Regions from separate parts of the Mus musculus genome. Here regions 1, 2, 3, 4, 5 and 6 are each linked to region 7. A link is a contact called in public HiChIP or PLAC-seq and promoter capture Hi-C data. All regions are on one chromosome and are shown on one strand. Each heading gives the region's core, a stretch centred on a gene start, on an enhancer-like site or on the middle of the called end of the contact. The rest is flanking DNA. Distances are from core to core; before and after follow the strand shown. Region 1 overlaps Grm4 (glutamate receptor, metabotropic 4). Region 2 holds the start of Hmga1 (high mobility group AT-hook 1). Region 3 overlaps Nudt3 (nudix (nucleotide diphosphate linked moiety X)-type motif 3). Region 4 has its middle 23 kb from the start of Gm35007. Region 5 overlaps Grm4 (glutamate receptor, metabotropic 4). Region 6 has its middle 6.9 kb from the start of Gm35007. Region 7 holds the start of Uqcc2 (ubiquinol-cytochrome c reductase complex assembly factor 2).

Evidence for each region. Promoter capture Hi-C pulls out the DNA fragments that hold promoters and counts their contacts. HiChIP or PLAC-seq counts read pairs in DNA pulled down with a chosen protein or histone mark.
Region 1: a contact with region 7 is called in an H3K4me3 HiChIP or PLAC-seq map of embryonic forebrain, with 7 times the contacts expected there. The contact joins the enhancer-like site here to the promoter of Uqcc2 in region 7. A contact is called at or near these places in 2 of 39 promoter capture datasets (cranial neural crest and embryonic stem cells), 4 of 484 Hi-C or Micro-C datasets (bone marrow-derived macrophages, embryonic stem cells and nephron progenitors), 20 of 115 datasets of contacts at active chromatin or transcription factors (VIP interneurons, bone marrow-derived macrophages, craniofacial prominence and 13 more) and 1 of 9 other capture datasets (macrophages).
Region 2: a promoter capture Hi-C map of pre-B cells shows a contact between it and region 7, with 4 times the contacts expected there. The contact joins the promoter of Hmga1 here to the promoter of Uqcc2 in region 7. A contact is called at or near these places in 17 of 39 promoter capture datasets (3T3-L1-derived adipocytes, the C10 cell line, the HPC-7 cell line and 10 more), 1 of 15 datasets of contacts at CTCF or cohesin (the NIH/3T3 cell line), 3 of 484 Hi-C or Micro-C datasets (CD8 T cells, Sertoli cells and pre-B cells), 26 of 115 datasets of contacts at active chromatin or transcription factors (the NIH/3T3 cell line, T-cell acute lymphoblastic leukemia, Th17 cells and 21 more) and 2 of 9 other capture datasets (adipose tissue and liver).
Region 3: a contact with region 7 is called in an H3K4me3 HiChIP or PLAC-seq map of bone marrow-derived macrophages, with 6 times the contacts expected there. The contact joins the enhancer-like site here to the promoter of Uqcc2 in region 7. A contact is called at or near these places in 6 of 39 promoter capture datasets (the 3T3-L1 cell line, the C10 cell line, embryonic stem cells and 3 more), 2 of 115 datasets of contacts at active chromatin or transcription factors (bone marrow-derived macrophages and memory CD8 T cells) and 1 of 9 other capture datasets (embryonic stem cells).
Region 4: a contact with region 7 is called in an H3K4me3 HiChIP or PLAC-seq map of embryonic midbrain, with 4 times the contacts expected there. The contact joins the enhancer-like site here to the promoter of Uqcc2 in region 7. A contact is called at or near these places in 1 of 39 promoter capture datasets (embryonic stem cells), 1 of 484 Hi-C or Micro-C datasets (nephron progenitors), 6 of 115 datasets of contacts at active chromatin or transcription factors (astrocytes, embryonic forebrain, embryonic hindbrain and 3 more) and 1 of 9 other capture datasets (embryonic stem cells).
Region 5: an H3K4me3 HiChIP or PLAC-seq map of embryonic limb bud shows a contact between it and region 7, with 4 times the contacts expected there. The contact joins the enhancer-like site here to the promoter of Uqcc2 in region 7. A contact is called at or near these places in 11 of 39 promoter capture datasets (the C10 cell line, HPC-7-derived erythroid cells, cranial neural crest and 6 more), 1 of 484 Hi-C or Micro-C datasets (trophoblast stem cells), 7 of 115 datasets of contacts at active chromatin or transcription factors (bone marrow-derived macrophages, embryonic basal ganglia, embryonic limb bud and 4 more) and 2 of 9 other capture datasets (adipose tissue and embryonic stem cells).
Region 6: an H3K27ac HiChIP or PLAC-seq map of differentiating embryonic stem cells shows a contact between it and region 7, with 2.3 times the contacts expected there. The contact joins the enhancer-like site here to the promoter of Uqcc2 in region 7. A contact is called at or near these places in 11 of 39 promoter capture datasets (the 3T3-L1 cell line, the HPC-7 cell line, the SN4741 cell line and 5 more), 1 of 15 datasets of contacts at CTCF or cohesin (the NIH/3T3 cell line), 5 of 484 Hi-C or Micro-C datasets (B cells, the CH12 cell line, cerebral cortex and 1 more), 13 of 115 datasets of contacts at active chromatin or transcription factors (differentiating embryonic stem cells, embryonic basal ganglia, embryonic hindbrain and 4 more) and 1 of 9 other capture datasets (embryonic stem cells).

What each region holds. Positions count from the first base shown.
Region 1 is chr17:27,499,629-27,502,328 of GRCm38.p6, forward strand. All of the region lies in intron 2 of Grm4 (glutamate receptor, metabotropic 4), which reads right to left. Among named protein-coding and RNA genes, the nearest start is that of Grm4, 12 kb to the right of the region's middle. Within about 2 kb of position 1,368, at least 15 of the 459 cell types and tissues checked have an H3K27ac peak or open chromatin away from gene starts, as enhancers often do. A contact at or near this core is called in embryonic forebrain, where this site is marked.
Region 2 is chr17:27,555,280-27,557,979 of GRCm38.p6, forward strand. Hmga1 (high mobility group AT-hook 1) reads left to right here and starts at 1,295. Exons shown (of 5, transcript NM_001025427.3): 1 at 1,295-1,432.
Region 3 is chr17:27,587,174-27,589,873 of GRCm38.p6, forward strand. All of the region lies in intron 2 of Nudt3 (nudix (nucleotide diphosphate linked moiety X)-type motif 3), which reads right to left. Among named protein-coding and RNA genes, the nearest start is that of AI413582, 23 kb to the left of the region's middle. Within about 2 kb of position 1,323, at least 78 of the 459 cell types and tissues checked have an H3K27ac peak or open chromatin away from gene starts, as enhancers often do. A contact at or near this core is called in bone marrow-derived macrophages, hematopoietic stem and progenitor cells and memory CD8 T cells, where this site is marked.
Region 4 is chr17:27,421,617-27,424,316 of GRCm38.p6, forward strand. It overlaps a transcript of Grm4 not described here. Among named protein-coding and RNA genes, the nearest start is that of Gm35007, 23 kb to the left of the region's middle. Within about 2 kb of position 1,300, at least 82 of the 459 cell types and tissues checked have an H3K27ac peak or open chromatin away from gene starts, as enhancers often do. A contact at or near this core is called in embryonic forebrain and forebrain, where this site is marked.
Region 5 is chr17:27,465,408-27,468,107 of GRCm38.p6, forward strand. All of the region lies in intron 3 of Grm4 (glutamate receptor, metabotropic 4), which reads right to left. Among named protein-coding and RNA genes, the nearest start is that of Grm4, 47 kb to the right of the region's middle. Within about 2 kb of position 1,419, at least 43 of the 459 cell types and tissues checked have an H3K27ac peak or open chromatin away from gene starts, as enhancers often do. A contact at or near this core is called in embryonic limb bud, where this site is marked.
Region 6 is chr17:27,391,695-27,394,394 of GRCm38.p6, forward strand. No RefSeq gene overlaps it. Among named protein-coding and RNA genes, the nearest start is that of Gm35007, 6.9 kb to the right of the region's middle. Within about 2 kb of position 1,392, at least 26 of the 459 cell types and tissues checked have an H3K27ac peak or open chromatin away from gene starts, as enhancers often do. A contact at or near this core is called in cerebral cortex, differentiating embryonic stem cells and hippocampal neurons, where this site is marked.
Region 7 is chr17:27,132,533-27,135,232 of GRCm38.p6, forward strand. Uqcc2 (ubiquinol-cytochrome c reductase complex assembly factor 2) reads right to left here and starts at 1,359. Exons shown (of 4, transcript NM_026063.2): 1 at 1,208-1,359. The coding sequence starts at 1,345.

The DNA of each region.
Region 1 (2,700 bases), core at 118-2,617, 370 kb after region 7:
CAGGTTGGAGCCTACAGTCTGTCAGGACCACCCACAACATCTGCTCTCAGAAGATCCTACTGGCCCATTCCCACAGGGTTGTCATTGCCTGATACAGTAAGTGGGCTGGTAATGACTCTGGAGGGACCAGGATTAAACCTCAGGCCTGAGGTGCCCAGCGCTGTCATTGCCCCATGGCTGGCACAGCCACATCCTCCTCTCTCCTCAGCGACTCTAGACCCTCAGCAGGTGTGCTCCACACACTCTTACTCCCTCTCTTGCCAGGACAGGCCAGACTAAGGCAATAGAATTGTGATGAATCCCCAGAGCCTGGCATCTGCTCCCCAAAGATGGCCTGGGTTTCCATCCACTTTGCTCATTGTGTGATTGTGTGAGCTCGAAATTCCTCCTAGAAGAAGCCAGGAGACCTGACAGCTATAGCACACAGCTCTAGCCCCAACTGCACCCCAAAAGCACTCTCCAGGGGGGCGGTACCCCTGTAATCCCCTCAGAGGGAAGGAAAGCAGAAATCACAACAGCAGATCCCAGTCCCCCTGCCAAGAATTAGTCTCCATCAGGGCTGGGAGGCAGACCTGGGCGGGGGGGGGGGGGGGGCACCCCCACCCCACACTCCAGACATGGCTCTCCAGCTCCCCTTCTGCCCTCTCCAAGTTAACCTTCTTGCCTCCATAAATGGCTTTTGAGTTTCTGGTCCAATCTCTCATCTCATATTCTCTCTCTCTCTCTCTTTCTCTCTCTCTCTCTCTCTCTCTCTCTCTCTCTCTGTTTCATTAGTGAAGAAGTCCCTTGTCCCCAGCTTGAACCATTAATATCACTAAAAGGGACCCAAGGAACACAGACCACAGCCTTTTCTGCCCTCCCTACCCCTCCATCTTTCCAGACCATCAGTCACTGTAGCCTGCCTGCCTCACAACACACACCAATCCCTACCGTCCTAGGAGGCACAGACCCGGCAGCTGAGCCTCTTCACATCCAGCAGAGGGACAGAGGGACACAGGGACAGAAGGAAAGGATCCCCTGAGCCCTGGCTCCTATTGTGGCAACTGTGTCTGTCCTTGGGTAAAATATCACCAAAATCCTAGCCACTCCATCTCAGGGACTTGAGCCCCTTGTCCCCAGATATACACGTTCTTGTGAGTATGCTTTGAAGTCTAACATCGAGACAGGCCATTCTGTGGGCTCAACACTCAGAATGCCAGGGGGCCAGTGACACCCCCATCACCGGGGTTCTCCCCAATATGAAGTAGATGCCGGGAAGCCCCTGCATTCTAGAGTGTTAGGAGCAGAGTCTGACACCATGCAAGGCTTGCTCACCATGATCTAGAGGCTGGGCCAACGTCACTGGGAGCACACTGGAGTGGCCCAGGCTGCCTCCCTCCCAGGCCTGGCAGGGCCTGGGTGACTCAGCAGTCCCAACCATCTCTGAAGCAAGGCCTGGGACAGCCAGCCCTGGTTTTCCCATTGTCCCCTCCTCTCCATGGGTGGACCCAACCAGGCTGCTCATTCCAGTGCAGCACTCTGAGAGCCCACGAGAAGATCAGGATCACTGGGGGGCCCCCAGAGACCCCTTGAAATGTCCACTGTAGAGGCAGCTTCTCCTCAGAGGTCCCTGCTGCTCCTACACCCAAATCAAGTCAAGCTCAGGAGTCGGCCATCGCCGGGGCCACAGCAGGAGCACATGTGTGTGTGCACACAGGCGCGCGCGTGCACATACACACACACACACACATGTGTGCACACACTTATAAATGGCCACAGATGCTGGCAGGCCGCAGACACTTTGCAGTGGGGGTTACCTGAGACTCACCACGGCTCACTTCTACCTCGTCAGACAGGGACCTTTCTCTTTTTCATCCCCTCCTCAGAGGCACACACACCACACCACACCACCCCACCCCCAGTTCTGATGCATCCTCGGAGTTAGACAAATGAGCTCCAGGTGAGAGGGATCCGTTCCTCTCCTCCTACCCCTAGTGGCTCGGCTCAGACAGCCTCTTCCAGACCTCAGCAAGCTCTGGAGACCACAACAAGGGCACACACACACACACACACACACACACACACACACACACACACAGGTCAGAGTCAGAGGGAAGGAGGGAACCTGAGGCCTCTTCAGATCCCTTCTGCTCCCTCCCACTCCTTCCCCCCTACCCCCCCCCCTCAGACCACGTACAGAGCAAAAGAGGAAGGCTTGGGGGTGGGGGCAGCTGCTGCATAATTATTGGTAAAATGCTTGTAACGGTTTTTTTTTCTTCCCCTCTCCCTAGTAGCTTTCAGTTGTTTTAGCAGCTTAGCAAGCACTTGGCTCCAATTGAATTGCAAATCAGCAGCTCTTGCCCCGGGAAGAGAAGAAAGGGAGGTGGTGGAGGGGGCAGGGAGGGGCTAGGGAGGGAGAGGAGGAAGATGTAGAGGAGGAGGAGGGCAGAGGGCATAGGGGAGAAAACCAGGGAGGGAGGCCTGGAGTCTAGTTGAACCCCCTTCTCTCTTCGTCCTCCTGACCCACAACCCCGCCCCCATCTGAAAACCAGGACACTCCTCTCCAGCCCGAACCCGAGGGCGGGCTGCCAGGGCCACCAGGGGCTTCCTCGACTAACCAGGAGAAAACGCGTCTTTCTTGGGAATTGCAATTATTTGAAAACAATGTCAAAACAAAAGTCTTGCTTTTTCTCCCCGGCAATCTGTAACACCGTGGTTTCC
Region 2 (2,700 bases), core at 45-2,544, 420 kb after region 7:
TCCCCTCCACCCGTTGGGAACGCCCCTCCATGACTTCCTCCTTCTCCAGGGGCACCCCTGGAACTGAGGGTCACCTGGACCTTGGTCCGGGACCCGCGGCCTGCCGTGGCCTCCCGCGCCTGACCGCTGCGCCCCACCCCCACCGAGCACGTGCTGCCCTGCGCCCAGGGCGCCATCCTACGGCCCGGGGGTGGGGGGTGGGGGGTAGCCGGGCCCGCCGCGCTCCCCACCCCCCACCGGAAACATTCCTGAGGCATTCCTGAAACTGGGAGGCCCGCCTCCCCAAGGCTCCCACCCCGCCTCCAGCCGGGCGCACGCTGGGCCCCCGCGTACCCTTCCACCGCCCGCGCGCCCCCCGAGGAGAGGGCTGACCGCGGAGGAAGGGGAACAGAGTTATGAGTCACAGTCGTGTGTCACTGGGCCCGAATTACGATTCCCTGCATCACGAGAGGTGTGGAAAGGCCGACTCGGGGAACCGAGGTGGGGAGGTGCGTCCAAGGGCCCGCGCCCGGCCTGCAGGGCGCGCCCCACCGCCCGCCATCTTCCCACTTAGGCTTCCTCCGGCCCAGCAACAAGTCTTTTGTTGACCCAGGCGCCCAGAGGCGGGAAACTCGAACCCCTGCCCTCAAGGGGCTTCCAGGCGCCCCTTGTCTTAAGTCGTAAGTCACGGGGGCGGGGAATCACACCAGAGGGACCTCGTGCTTCCTCAACACCAAGCAGCTGGCCACCCGTGGCTCCTCCCCGCGATGTCCCGGCGAGGCGGCCAATCGCTCGGCTCCTTTGAAGCCTGCACCTGGGTGGCGGCCGTTACTAGATTTAAACCGTTGGCGTTGGCCAAGTTTCACGTTTGGGTTTCACAAGACTTTGTTTTTTACGCGCCTGGAGGCCTCCGGAGACGCACACGCCGTCACCTGCTTGGTGGCAGAGGGGAATTAAGGAGAGGCCCTCGACATGGGCTGGGGGGGGGGGGCGGCGTCCGGGCCGCGAGAAGCTCCTTAGGGTACGCGTGGACGTCCGAGGGCACAGGCGTCAGCGCGCGCCTCCCCGCGAGGCCGGAGTCCACGGGGGGGCTCCTGTAGGTGTGTCCCCGGGTCCCCACTTAAACAGCAGGGCCGCCGTCACCGGTTCCTCCAACGCCAGGCTGCTCGGGAACTGTGAGAAACGAGGGCCGTCGGCGCGCGTGCCCGCGGAAACCGCGCGCACAGTGGCGAGCTACCCGCGCGCGGCGGCGGCAGCTGGCGGGCGGCCGCCCTTTTAAATCCCCGGGCTCATTTGCATGGCCCCGCCCCCCGGTGACACGGCTGGCGCGGGCGGGCCCGTCCCCCCTGCCCCTGGGTCGCTCTTTTTAAGCTCCCCTGAGCCGGGGCTGCGCTCCTCTAATTGGGACTCCGAGTCGGGGCTATTTCTGGTGTTGGCGCGGCTCCAAGAAGGCGTGAGTTCGCCGCCGCTCGGGTGGCTTCTTTTTTTCCTGTAGGTCTAGAATCTAATCACATTATTATTTATTGAGGCCGCGCACGGGCCGTGCCCAGCTTCCTGCCCCTCGCCATCCTCCAGGGGAGCGGGATCCGTCAGTGTTCCCTCGCCCCAGCTCGGATGTGACACACATCCCCGGCGGGGGCCCGGGCGGCGCGCACGCAGCGGTCTCAGCGCCTCTGCCCTCTCCCGGTTTCAGATCCGCATTTGCGACCGGCGGCGGTGGCGGCAGAGCCCAGGCCGGTGCCCTGAGCCCAGCCACGCCGCACCCGGCAGCCCCGAGCGCGCCCCGCCGGCGGCCTGCGGAGCTCGCGGTGAGTGTCCGCGGCGCGCCCGGGGGGCCTGCGGCGCGCGCTGCCCGCTTTATTCCCAGGCCCCGGGCTTGCGCGGGCCGCGGGAAAGGGGAGGCCGCACTGTGCTCGCAGGCGGCGGGGCCGGGGTGGGTGTCCGCGGGGCGCCGCGTCCTCCGGTCCCCAGGTTGAGGGTGCCCGGGTTGCGACCGTGGGGTGCGGAGACCCCGGGGAACGGCGCGCGGAGGGGGAGGGGGCGCGCGACTGCGACGAGCGCCGCTTGTGCACCCAGCGGCGCCCGTGCACCTCGCGCTCGGCGAGCCCGGCCTCAGGGAGGGGCGCGCGCTGCGCAGCGGCGGGAGGTGGGCGCGCGCCCCCCTCAGCCAGGGAAGTTCTAGAAGTGCGGGGGAGGGGCCCGGCGACCCGAGATTCCTCTCTGGCCTCTCCTCCGCCTTTCCCAGAGTAGTACTGTGCGTGGACGAGGCCGGATCGCGAGGGCCTGGGTTTCGGGGTTTCACCCCCCACCCCCACACACACCTTTGGCCCTGCCCCGCGCCTCTTCAACCTCCAGGGCCAGGCCTGCCCTCCGCCCCCACAAACTGGTTCCTCTGCTTTGCTGGGTTCTGTTAGAACTAGTCCCTTCGACTCCCCGTTTCTGCCCCCCCCCCCGCTTTGGTTTTCATGGAGAGAGGAAGGGGTTTTTTTCTTCCTGCGACTCGCACCAGGTTTCCTGCCCCCAAGGCGGGCTTGGGTGCCCCCTCTGGCAGGAAGTGGGGCCGGGCGCACCCGCGTGGCGGTGCATGTGGTCGGGGTGCGCCGTTTCCCGCGCCTAAAGGGCTCTGCGCCCCTCCCCCTCGTCCTAGCTCCTAGAAGCGCCGGCCTACAACCACCAGGCTGGGACGCCAGCGAAGGCATCCTCATTCTGGAGTAGAGGGCG
Region 3 (2,700 bases), core at 73-2,572, 450 kb after region 7:
CTGTATGTTAGTGTGATCGCAGCACCACACACAACGGTTCAAATAGAGAGGCTGCAGCCAGCCTGAGGCCAACGGGGGAAGGTCTTCACGGTGAGACCTCTGGGTGGCTCTTTTAAAACCACCTCATGTTTTCATGGCTCTCAACTCTTCAGTCTCAAATACTGCCAGCAGTGTAAAGTTGGGTATTTTTACCACCCACATGACTGCAAAAGCAGGTCGGGACAGGCGCCAGTTCAGTATCTGACAGCACCGGGCTCAGACATCTGACTTGGACATGTGGAAGTTCAGCCGTCAGCACTGGTGCGGACTTGTTTAGTCATCTCCATGTCAAGCCCTAACCCAGCAGGAGTCTTCACTTAGCGCCAGTAAGACTTTGCCCTTCGGTACCCTCGACCTCTGCAGCGGGGGTGCCCGGGGCTGGGGACACTGCTGGTCCAGCTTGTGGCAGGCAGGCCCACAGTTCAGTTCTCAATCGTGCAAAAGCAGCCAAGCACAAGCCCCAGGGAGTACTCTGTGCCTCTTCTACCTAGTTAACAAAAACCCTGCCTTTTAAATTTATTGTTATTACTGTTGTTTCCGTTTGTTTGTTTGAGGCAGGATCTTTCTATGTAATCTTGGCTGTCTTGAAACTTGCTATGTTAACTGGGCTGGCCTTGAACTAAGAGATCCTCTTGCCCCTGCCTCTCAGTGCTGGGGTCAAAGGCTACACCACCCATAACTAGCTTACAAACCTTTATAAAGGGGGGGAAACTGTCTCTTTTTCCTTGAGGATGTTCTGTGCCCATATGAAAAAAATGTTCAAACCCTGTGTCTGAAAGGCTGGGCCAGCCTCCCCCGAGGGCACACTGGGCCAAGCACTAGCAGGAAGGACCCCACAGACCTCTTACCACAAGGAGCCCTGCTTCAGCACTCAGGTGTCATAGGCACAGATGCTACTTCACCGTGGGCACAAACCTCACTGCCAGGGCACCCGGATTCTGTTCAGTTCCGATGTGGTTCACTCGAGCGTGGCACACAGCGAGCATGGGGTAAGGGGCGCTGCAGGGTCCATTTGAGGTCAATAGCGCCTAGGAGGATGTCTCCTGGGGACTGTGGGAAAGATTTCCCACAATAGAGAGACTGTACAAAAAGAAACACTACACTTCTTGCACGTCAGGCGGGGACCTGAAACCTGGAGCAACTGCAGTTATCTTGTGACCCTAAAGTGAAGGCCAAAACCTCAGCAAGATGTCAACCTAAAGCCACAGCCCACACTGTCAACGCTAAGTAACCAACTGTGGACTAATGGGGGAGAACCGCTCAGGCACTGGTAAGAAACTCTTATCTGTGGCCGAAGCTTCCTGCTACTTCCTTCTTTAAGTCAAAAGACAGTTCTCTAAGGAACACAAGTACTCTATGACAAAAACGGGCAACACGGAGAGAGCAGTGTATTGAAGCTCCCTGTGGAAGGCAGAAAGCTCAGCCCCAAAAGGAAGCCCTGGGGGCGGCAACTCTATTGCAAGTACCTGCAGGAGGCTACCCAGCAACAGTGTGTGGCCTGCTTGTCCCGACACAGGAGCCCAGCAGAGGGCCCACCAAGGTCTCCCTTTAAATGAAATATGTTAAACAACAAAGGAAAAGCGGGCTGGAGAGTTAGCCAGACTTATTTCAGCATGTGTGGAGGTCAGAGGACAACTTTTGGGAACAGGTTTCTTCTTCCACCACATATAACAGAGGGACTGAACACAGGGTGTCAGAGTTGGTGGCACAGGGTATCAGAGTTGGTGGCAGGTGGCCTTTATGCATGAAGCCATCTTGCTGGTCCTGGAAATAATATTAGCAGTAGTGTTAAAAGACAAGTGAACACGGGGCCTCTGGAGCCCCTGCTCCTCAGCTGTGAGTACCTCTTCCTTAGAGGGCCAATGCCTCTCCATGTTCAGGCCGACACCTGCTATCAACAGGACATGGCATTTTCTATAGGTTCTCTATAAAAGGACAAAATATCAAAACCAAACCAAACCCCTAAACCAAAGGACTCCACCTTGGGTGACCCACTCACAGGAGAGACCCCCTATGCTGATGTACATAGACCTAAGTAATTCACTCTAAGGTTGGGAAACTACCACTGTCTGCTCAGCCCCATTATAAAGATGCTGGATGGTGTTGGAGGGATGATGGCTTAGCACTGGCTGCTCTTGCAGAGGACCCAGATTTGATTCCTAGCACCCACAGAGTGGTTCACAGCCAGCAATAACTCCAGTTTCAAGGGGACCCAACACCCACTCTGGCCTTTACATATATTTCACAAATGTGATGCACTTATGTACAAGTGGGAAAACATATACATAAAAATTAACAATAATAAACTCTAAAAGCCCCCCCTGTCCACATGGTTATGGAGTTTCTACAGGGCTGAAAGTCAGACTTCTGCATCATGGCAGGGAGCCCTCGTCATTTTGAAAGCTATCACTCACCTGCCTCAGCAGAGCAGCTGCAGATCGGCTTCTGCCTCCCCGGCCCACACCCTCTGCCTGACATACTGTATGCAGTATGCAGTATTCAGGATGCTGTACGCAGGATGCCGCGCCTGACCTGGAGAGACTCTTCTTTCCCGGATCTGTCCGCCCCATGACTTACTCAGGCAGACAGACTGTGGACTGCATGCCACAGTGCTTTCAAAATGCAGCCTCAAGCACTCTGTTGTTTTCTTCCTGGAACCCT
Region 4 (2,700 bases), core at 50-2,549, 290 kb after region 7:
CTAAAAAGGCCTCAGCCAATCCACCAAAGCTGGAGAAGAGAATGGTCTCATTTGTATGTTCGGTCTCTCCCCTGCCCCTTATTAGGGGCACAGTTACCATAGTAACTGCCCCCCCAAACCTCTTCAGTCTATTCCTCCCCTTTCCACAGGGTAGGATCTCTGTTGCTTACTCAGCTTTGAGCTCAGAGCTCACCTCCTCATCTTAAGGGGGAAGAAACTGGACCAGAAAAGGAAGGCAGTTTGTCCAAGGACACCCAGCAGTCCGTAGCAGAGCCTTAGCTGGAATCCCGGACTCCTCATTCCCAGTGCATGCTGGGAAGAAGCTGGGCGGTAGTGCTGCTGGTCCACGCTTTCCCCAGATCCCCCACCCCCACCCCTGAGGAATCCTGAGGAGGGGGGGACATCCCTGGAAAGCCCTTTGAAAACATAAGCTGTTCCCCGCCCCTCGCCATCATGGCTGCCGTCTGCATGCTGGACTCCAGCACAGTTGCCAGATGATCAGATTCGGGTGAATGGGGGGCACCTGAGACTTTGGGGCTGGGGGCTGGGAGCATCTGGTTCCAGGCATTCCCACCAGGAAGGGACATTCACCCCCTCACACACACACACACACACACACACACACACACACACACACACACACATTCACCCCCTCACACACACACACACACACACACACACACACACACACAGAGCACTAATTAATGATGGAGAGACGTTGCTCTGGCAAGCCCAGAAAGCAGCCAGCAGACTCCTTCCTGGGAGCAGAGTTTCATTTAACTTTTTATTATGGAAAATTTCCAACAACTGCAGAAGATGCAGGGGCTCCCTCGTGCCTGCTCCCAACTTAGGAATCATCCCTTCGGACACAGTTTCTGCTCTCCCCTGGGCGGGCCATCAGGCAGGGCTAGAGGGAGTTCCCAGAGATGCTGAGGGGAAGTGGCCCCCAGAAGGCAGGGAGACCCTGGCTAAGGAAGCCTAGCCCGGGTTCCTGCCCCGGCCCCGCCTCTCTTTGTTTTCTTTTCCCCTGCTTTCCCCCCTTCACTTGCAATAAAAACATAATTATGGCTTTGTAAGGGGGAAAAAAGGCAAATTATGGTGACATGCTTTAATTATGTGCCAGCAATGGCGGGCTGAATTCCACGGGCAGGGCCTCAGAGGTTACCTAAAAATAAAGCAAGAAGGCTCATTAGATGCTAATTGCTACCCTTGCCAAATGAAGTGAGATCCTGGCGCGCGTGTGCTGTTCAGCACAGAGAGCTGTCTGGGGAACAGGCCTGGTGATGCTCGGGGCCAGAGCCGAGGCTTGGGGCAGGGCCAGGGTACTATACAGAGAGGCTGACAGAAGCCAGGAAGCCTGAGACTACCCGGGGCGCTCAGTGGACATCTGGGCTCTGAGACCCTCATGAGACTATAAAGGGGTCCAGGTCCTTCAGATTCCTTCCTTGGGGCTCCACAGCTCCTTGGTGGTTCTGAGGGCAGACGTGGTTCAGGGACAGCTGGCACAATGCTAATTGGGGCCCCTTTTGTCCTAGCTCTGGCCCCCCTGGCCTCCTGCCTCCAGGAGAAGTGGCTAGGAGAACAGAGCCAGCCCTGGAGCTGGCAGAACCAGGCCTCAGGCTCTGCATTCCAAAGCTGGCTTCAGCAGGTCCTGAAAGGGATGGGGGGGAGGTGTCACTAGTCTGTCCATGTCACCTGGCAGCTCTTGGCCCTGGCCCAGGCAGGAGCAACTGTCTTGTTTGTGAACCATAGGCAAGCTTGTAGGGGGGCACTGCTGGTTCCCTTTTGCTTTGCCGACCCCAGGGCTGGGTCTGTGACTGGTCCGGAGTGCCTCAGCCATCCCTGGGCTGTTCTGAGAGCCGCTTAGCCTCCCCAGGCTAGTGTAGGTCTGTGGCCTGAGAGTGCCTTAGGCTGTGTCATGTAATCAAGGATAGAGAGGATGCTAGGGTAGATCTACCCATTTAACCTCCTCAAAATTGAGACCCCAGGAGAATAGTCCAGCCCTACGGGGTTTCCATCGTCCTGTCTTACTGAAATATAAAAGCCTGGGTGTCTCCAGCACCTATCTGCGTGGCTCAGTGTCCCTTATGAACTAGGGGTTGGGGTGTAGACTAGACCTGTCCATGTGGCTAGGGGGTGTAGACCTATCCGTGTGGCTAGGGGTTACAGACCTGTCTATATGGCAGAGAGCGGGGAGGGGGGGGAGGGCAGTACAGACCTGTCCCTGTGACTAGGGGGTGTAGATCTGTCCATGTGGTGGGGGTTGGAGGGGTACAGACCTGAACAATGTGGCTGGCGGGGAGAGGGGTACAGACCTGTCTGTATGGCTGGGAGTGCATGCACACCTGTTTTCCAGCTACCCCAGAAGCTGGAGCAGCAGAACCAAAAAGTTCAATGTAGAGAAAGACTGTCTGAGAACAGAAAATAAAAACAAGAGGGAGACTGGAGGTAAGCTCGGTGAGTAGAGGGCACGCCTAGTGTGCAAGCGGCCCAAGATACCAGTCCCCATACAGCAATAGGAAATGATCATAAAATTCAATTTATAACATAGGATGGGAGCTGCCAGCTGGCCCAGGAAGAGCCTCCCTCACCTCCGAGTGGCTCACACCGGCGCTCTAGCTGCTCCGGTCTTCCAGCAGTGCATATGGACCCTTCTCTACTTTCCCATGTTGCAGGCAGTCCTGACTTTCGGGTTAGTCG
Region 5 (2,700 bases), core at 169-2,668, 330 kb after region 7:
CTAGCAAGATACCCCAGCTCCCTCTTACTGTTCCCTACCCACAAAGAGAATGGCCACTCAAGAGGCCTGCTACCACAGCTCAGCCAGCCCTCAAATGCAGCTAGACACTGAAGAACAAGCAAGCTCAAATCGCTGGCTGACACCTGGATTGTAGCCAGACAGTGGTCCTGAAACCCCTTCCCCATCGCCAGCCCTTCCCCCACTCTCATTCAGTCTTCTGCCTCCTCCCTCTCGCCTCTTCACAACCACACAGCTCTCCTCCAACAGCTAACATTTACCCTGTGCTGCCTCACTGACCCCTCCCAACCAGTTCACATCCTGCGTATCATGCCTATTTCACAGACGAGGAAACTGAGGCCACCTGTGAGCCAGAGCCTGCCTGGTTGCCTCTGTTACTCTGACTCAGATCCTCCATCCTCCCTTTTCTCCTCCCCTCCCTCCTCCCCTTCCTCCTCTCCCTCCTCCTTCTCTTTCTCCATTTCCCATCTTCTAGGTAGCTAGTAACTCATCCTGCCCCTCTCCCCACATTCCTAAATCTGACACAGGGCCAGGCAGGACTTTCTCTGAAGTGGCAAAGGCCTCCGGGCCTTCCCGAGCCCTCCTGGTCCCCTCCCGGTCCCCTCCCATCCCCTCCTTCCTCTCCTTGCCTTGCTGCTTCCTAGACCCAAGGCTTCCCTTGGGTCCCAAGGCATCGTTAGCTTCCTTCTGGCTTGTTAAAAATTTGCATAGAATTTGCATAGAATAGCCACATGATCACTCTGTCTATAGCAAAATAGAGCCAGATGTAGCAAGCGTGAGTCAAGGACTGTAGAGACCCAGGAGGGGGAGAAGCCCCAGTCTAGGACGCCAAGTGCTCGCCCTGGGTGGGCATGCCCTCCAAACCTCACGGGGCCTCAAAACTAGAATTACCTCCACTTCAGAGGAACTAAGGGCCCAAAAGGACCTGCAGCCCGCTCACGCAGGGAAGACACCAGTCTGCCTGGGTGCCTGCTCCATCTGCCCTGCTTCCGGGAGGAACATGGCCTTCTGAAGGTAACAAGAACAGACCCCTCCAGGACACCCTCAGGGCCAGGCCCAATCCTAGATCTCCCAAAGGAAGCTCTTTCCTGGCCTGGCCTGGCCTCTCCATCCTGCAAGCACTCGTGTGCGTGCACACATGCGCACACACACACACATACCCACACACACACCGTGCTTGCTGACTGTTGGAGACAAGCACCTCAACTCTTTCATCTCAGCTTTCTAGCTGAGCCGGACCTGCCTGGTCACAGCAGTGTCCAGGAATAAATGTGTGTGGATAAGAAAGAAATCAGTAACAAAGCAGAGGGGAAGCGGCCTGTGTTTCAGAGGCTTTGCTCAGCCTCCACAGACTGCCTAGGAGCAGGAAGCTGGCTACAGGCAGCCCAGGAGGGCCAGGGTGCCGCTCTCCGAGGTGCTGAAGCCTGGGCTGGGCTGGGCTGGGCTCAACAACCTCAGCCCACGCAAACTCAGGGATCTGTGAGCTCACAAGTAGAATATAACCTGACCTTCTCTTCTCGACACCTGAATCCCTGGGTCCAAACCTTCACCTCTTAAATATATATATACATTGTATATGTATATGTATATGTATATGTATATGTATATGTATATGTATATGTATATGTATATGTAAGAGATGTATGTGTGATTATGTATGTGGTGTGTATGTATGTGGAGAGATGTGAGTGTGTATGTGTGGTATATGTGGGGGTGTGTATGTATGTGTGCATTTGTGTGTGTGTGTATAATATACATGTATGTATGTGTGTATGTATGTATGAATATATATGGTAGGCAAGTGTGTATATGTGTATATGAGTGTGGGTGTATAGTATATGTGTGTGATATGTGTGTGTGAGCTTGTGCATGTGTGAGTGTAGGTGTGAGTATGTGTGACGGTGTGTGTGAATTGTCTGTGTGAGTATGTGAGTGTGTGTGGTGTGTGTAAGTATGGGGAAATGTGGGTTTGTATGGTGTGTATGTGTGGTATGTGTGTGTGTATGTGTATAGTGTTGAGAATGTATGTGTGGTATATGTGCGTGTGAGTCTGTGTATGTGTGATTGTGTGTGTGAGGTGTGTGTGTATATATGGGGGATGTAGGTGTGGTGTGTATGTTTTGTATGAATGGTGTGTGTGTGGTATATGTGTGTGTAGGGTATGTATGTATGTGTGTGTATTTGTGTGTGTGCATATTGTGTGAGGGTATGTGTCTGTGTATGTGTGATTATGTGTGTGGTGTGTGTGTATATGGGAGATGTAAGTGTGTATGGTATGTATATATGTGTGTTATGTATGTGGTATATGTATGTGTGCATTTGTGTATGTGTGTGTGTGTATGTGTGTGTGTGTGTTGCACACAGCCAGAGAAGCCTGTCTCTCCCTAGCACTCTCGGCCCTGCCCTCTCACCTCACTGAGCCTGCAGTGGTGCTGATGACCATTGTGTCCCAGTGAGCATCTTAGCCCCAACTCTTTCCTCTCTTTCTCCCTGTCCCTCTCTCCCTCTTTCCCACCCTAAACACATGTACATGCACACACGCACACACGCACACACGCACACACGCACACACGCACACACACACACACACACACACACACACACACGACTTTTACCAAGGCTAAAGTTAGGCCTGGCACTGAGGGGTTTCCATTACAGCTGTCAATGACCTGTGTCTGGAAG
Region 6 (2,700 bases), core at 142-2,641, 260 kb after region 7:
ATAGTCCAAGATATCCTTCTCTAGGGAATGGCGCCGCCCACACTGGGTGGATCCTCTCACCTTAATTAACAACATAATCAAGACCACGACCACCCCCAGACGTGTGATTTGGATAATTCCTGGGGGGCGGGGAGAAGAACCACCTCTGCCAGGTGATTCTAGATTGTCTTAGGTTCACAATTAAAACCACTGCAAGGCTAGAAGTCACAGCTAATGCTGGAGGTTAGGGTTAGGGTTGAAAGTTAAGATTAGAGGTTAGGGTATGGTTTAGGAACCCCAGAGCAAGCGCTGAGAAATCCCTGAGCCTCCACCCTTCCGTGAATGGTCACAGGCATCTTGAATCAAATCTGGATAGCACAGACCCAGCTAACCCTCCCCCAAGGGGCAGGGAGGGGTGCTCTCTGAAGTCCCATGGGTCTCTGTAGAGTCCCCCTGAAATTAATGCTTTTCAATAGAAAAGAACTTAGGTAACAAGTCAAACCCTGTATTCTCAGATTGGCATAGAACACTTACCACGACCCCACTTACTGACACTGACTAGAGCTCTCGGGCCCACTGGATCCAGTAGAACTAGCCAGGTTCTACTTGCCATCCTAGAGCCACTGAGACCCCTCCCCTGCTCCTCCCCATACTCTAACATACCCCCTCTCCTTATGACTCTGTCCTAATCCAGCCTTACCCAAGGCTGCTTGGCGGCAGGGGCTGAAGTGGAGCTGGACCCACGGTGAGACACTAAGTCCTGGGAGCATCTCAGCTCTATAGGTCGGGCTGCTGAGAGGTCTGAGAAAGGGCCTGAACTTCCTGGCCTAGATTCCTCTGCCAACTGTGAATCGGGAAACCAAAGCCCCTCCCTCGTGATTTGATGTGTGGCGCTGAGCTCTGCTGCAGGCACCTTGCAACCCTTCACAAGGTTCTAGAAGGGGTCAGTAAGGCGGCCCAGCAGGGAAACATGCTCGCAACCAATCCTGATGACTTGAGTTTGATCCCTGGGATTCATATGATAGGAGAGAGCCAAGTCCTCCAAGTTGTCCTCTGAGCTGCACTTGTACACATGTATGCCGTGGTGCTTGCAATAAACAAATAAGTGTATCGAGAAATTTCAGTGCTCCTATGTGACATCACCCAGCCCGTTCCTCTCCCAAAGCTTCTCAGACCCAAACTCCCGGACCCCTCGCCTGCTCAGGCAGCATCTCCCCACCCCACATGCTAGCAGAATATCCCCCCATTCCTCCTCATACTCCCTTGGTGATCCATTCACAGTGCCACCCCTCCCTCCCCCATCTCTATCCCGCCTGTCCCTCCCCCAGCCTGCTGCTGCTGACGGTGACATCAGCTCTGGCTAGTCTCAGGCTCCCTTTGGGCTCTCCTCCTGCACACCAGCTGCTGAGATCTTTCTCAATTACAAATCAGATCATGTCTGCGCGCAACACTTCAGGGGCTCCCTGTGGCGTAAGTCACAAGTCCCGGCCCCTGTTGCCCCAAGCATAAACTGCTTTCCAAGCCAGACCTCCCTGTGGCTGATAGCATCTACAAGGGCTTTCCTGCACAGCTAATCCCCCCGCCACTGTGTCCCTGGAAAGAGCCAAGATCCTTAGTGGGTCTCCGCAGCTTCTGCCTCCACATCCTCACACCTGGGTCCTGCTAGACTTTGAGCAATAACTCCCCAGGGCCCTTCCCCAAGCCCGCCAATGGGCCCCCAACCAGACAGCCTCCATGCCTGTCTCTTGGTGTCTCGGCATGTGACACTGTGATTCCAGGGTACCAGGGATATGTTGAACCCTAGGGGACACCAAAATCATGTCCCCTCTTTAGACCTCAGCCTTATGGTTAAACCATGTGTGCATAGCCATCTCTACTTCTGGAGAGATGACTCAGCAGTTAAGAGCACTGTCTGCTCTCCCAGAGAACTCAAGGTGCCCAGCAGCCACAAGGATGCTCACAACCATCTATAACTGCAGTCCTTAGGGTTCTAACGCCCTCTTCTGGCCTCCGCGGGCAGTGCGTACACATGGTGCACAGATACACATGCAGGCAAGACACCAGTACTCACATACATACATACATACATACATACATACATACATACTAGAAAATTAAAATAAAATAAAAAGTAAATCTTAGGCAGAGAAAGGAGACAGGCTGAAGCAGGCTTGAGACAGTGTCGGCAAGGGACTGGTTGGTCCTCAGGAGAGTCTCTTGCATGGAGGAACGGGGTGAAGTAGCTACCGCTGCCTGTCAGTCCCGAGGAGAGGAGATCTGGTGCCAGAGGGAGGGGTTCCAAGTAAATGGAATGGTAGGTAACCCAGCAGGGTCAGCAAGGGTGGGGTGCAGATGGAGTGGGGGTGTGGGACACAGAGAGACAGACCCCGCTAGCCCGTGCTGCTTTGCAGATGCTAGGGAAAGTCTGTCGCTCTTCCACTGGGACCTCTGGGAATTGGAGCTGCCTAGTCCCTGGCAGTCACCAGTCAGAAGTGGCCCAAGGCCATGACTGCAATTTAAAATGGCCTTCAATAAAACAGCACAATAAAGCCACACTGCAGAGCAGTGCTGACGAGCAAACACTTCCCTTGAAGAGTCAGAATCTGTGGTGGGGACAGCACAGCACTGGGGGTAAGGAACACAGGCCTGGCTGGCCAGGACAGAAGCCTGGATGATGGTTGGTCCCCAGACATCCGAGGAGAACCAGGCTTCCTACGTGGG
Region 7 (2,700 bases), core at 109-2,608:
GCGCTGCTGATGTGACCCGCACATTATGGTCTGCTTTCTGTTACTTCTGTCTCCTGTGCCACTACCATTATCCAAACCACCACCGGCATCTCTCTCTTCCGGTGCTACCACGGCAGGCTCTCTGCAGCTCCTTGTTCCCCAATGCCAGAGCACCAGAGGAACCTTTGAAAATCAGGGCACGTCAGTCCCCTGACTAAATGTCCCCGGTGGCTTCTCCCTTGCTTCCTGGTAAGATCTGACCCCTAGTGCAGGTGGCTGGGCAGTTAAAAAGAACCTAGGTTTGATTCCTAGTACCCACATGGTGGCTCACAACCACTTCTAACTTCAGTTCCAGGGGATCCAATGCCCTCCTCTGGCCCCAGTGGGCACTGCATTAACAGGGTACAGAGACATATCTGTTGGTAAAAAAAAAAAAAAAAAAATCTGTATTGTGCCTGGCTCCTGCCTTCCTTCAGCTTCAAATCTTAGCTGTAGACATGCCACTCACTACCCGTAGGCTTGCTTTCTTTTCTGTAATATGTCAGTTTGGTTTCCTCTGAAGTGCCTGGCCACCCTTCCCGAAGTGCAGTCAGTGTTCACTGTCTCCCTGCCTCGAGACCGACCTATGTGTAACTTCCTCAGGCAAGCCTCAGGAACCCGACTAATGTTACATTTACCACGATCAGAGTACTCATTGGAACTGTCTTATGAGTCTATTTGTTCCTCGTGTCCTGAATAAGAATCCAAAGGCAAAAGGAGAAAGACCTCATCTAATTCACTGCGATTTCCCTGGAAACTAACCTAGTTCTATGCATGCACATGGCCGTGCTTGGTAAGGTAACCTAAACCTGAGTGGGGCGAGAAGGTCTACTACTCACACAAGGGACCTGTGTGGGAGACTCAGTTTCACAGTGACGGAAGGCAGTGAGGCTTAGCTGGAGGTGTCTGGGGATAGGCTGGGCTCGCAGACACATTAACGATGGTAAGGAAGAAACAACCCCGCCTTACAATTTGACTCTTTAGTGGCATCTGGACCTCAGGGCCGCTTCACTGACTACTACACTGTGCAGACAAGGAAGGAAACTGCGCAGAAGGCGTCGCACTCCGCAGCTAACTGCAAGATGGGTACCTCGCGCACGTGCAGCCTGGCAGCGGCCGACGCATGCGCAGATCCCCCACCCTTGCCGCCCATCGCTTCGACGTGCCCACCCTCCTCCCCTCCGGTCACCTGGGTGTTCTCTCCCTCCCGGAAGGCCTGCGCTACCCGCTGCCGCAGGTAAGCGCCCAAGTCCCGGCCCCGTTTGGTCTCGTCCACTGGCCATTCCTCACAGAGCTTAAGGAAACGCCGGTAGCGGAGAGCGGCCATCTTGGGCCCCGCTTGCCCCGCCCCTGGGGGGGAGTAGTCAAGACCGCAGAGGGCGCGTGCGCACTAAGGCGCACTGGCCTTCCCCGTGGACATGCGCAGTTCTACCAACGGCCCACACCCCTCCAGGCAGCGGCGCTGCTCACCTTTGAGAGCGAGGTCTGAGCTCTTCAGCTTCTTGGTTCTGGTACTCGCCCAGCTCCCAGGGGCAAAGCTAACGCGGTGTACCCTGGGGAAAGCTTTGCTCTTCGTTTTCAATGACTTCACAAGCTCGAGACTGAAAAAGCTTCCCCCGAGACCTCTGCTGTTTTGCATAAACGAAACATTTGCATGTAAATACAGGTTGTTATTGGATGGATATGTGTTTGATCTTAACGTCCGTCGTGTACACATACACACACACACACACACACACCGTCCGTCGTGTACACACACACACACACACACACACACACACACACACACACACACACACACACACAGCTGCCCCACTCACACTCATCACCCTGTACTTATCTCTACCACATGGACCTCTGATAGAGTTCTTTAGCTACATCTCCAGCCTCCCGGTCACATTGCTCACCACATGGAGCGGTTTCTTATGAAGAACCAAAAACATTGTTGCAGCCTGGAAATCTTTAAAACAATTTTTTTATAGTGTGTTTTCTTTATTCTAATATGTATGAGTGTTTACCTGCACCATGTACATGTGTCAGTTCTGGGGACCGAACCTGATTCTCTGTAAGAGCAATAAATGCTCTTAATAACTAATTTCTCTAGCTCTAAGAATGAGTGTTTTTATTATGGCAAAATTTAACATAATATATATATCACATGGGTATCATATGTGTGTGTGTGTGTGTGTGTGTGTGTGTGTGATTTTTCTTTTGAGAAAGAAGGTTTCTCTGTGCAGCCCCAGGTGTCCTGGAACTCACTCTGTAAATTAGTGCTCAATGAATGAATGAATGAACAAAGCCACATTCCAAACTAGGTCTGTCAGACCCTAATGTCTCTCAACATTCACAACCTAGGGAGCAATTCCTGGGGTGGGGGTGGGGCAGCTCACGGGACTGTCTGTCTGGCCAGCCCTTGCAGTGTAGCCGGTAGAGGAAGGGAGACCACAGAAGGAGGCAGTGGGCACGAACTTTCCCTGGCACCCTGGCACCTTTCTCAACCTCTTACCACACTTGTACCTCAGGTGGAAGGGAGAACCATTTGCTGCCATCAAGTTACTCCCCCTACAGCCCAAGACAGGGCAAGGGGTCTCGCCACCCCTGACTCCCAAGTTGGCTGTGGCCAGGCGAGTGCTCTTTAAAGCCATACCTGGGTGGGCCCTTGTGGCTTCCAGCCCACCCGGG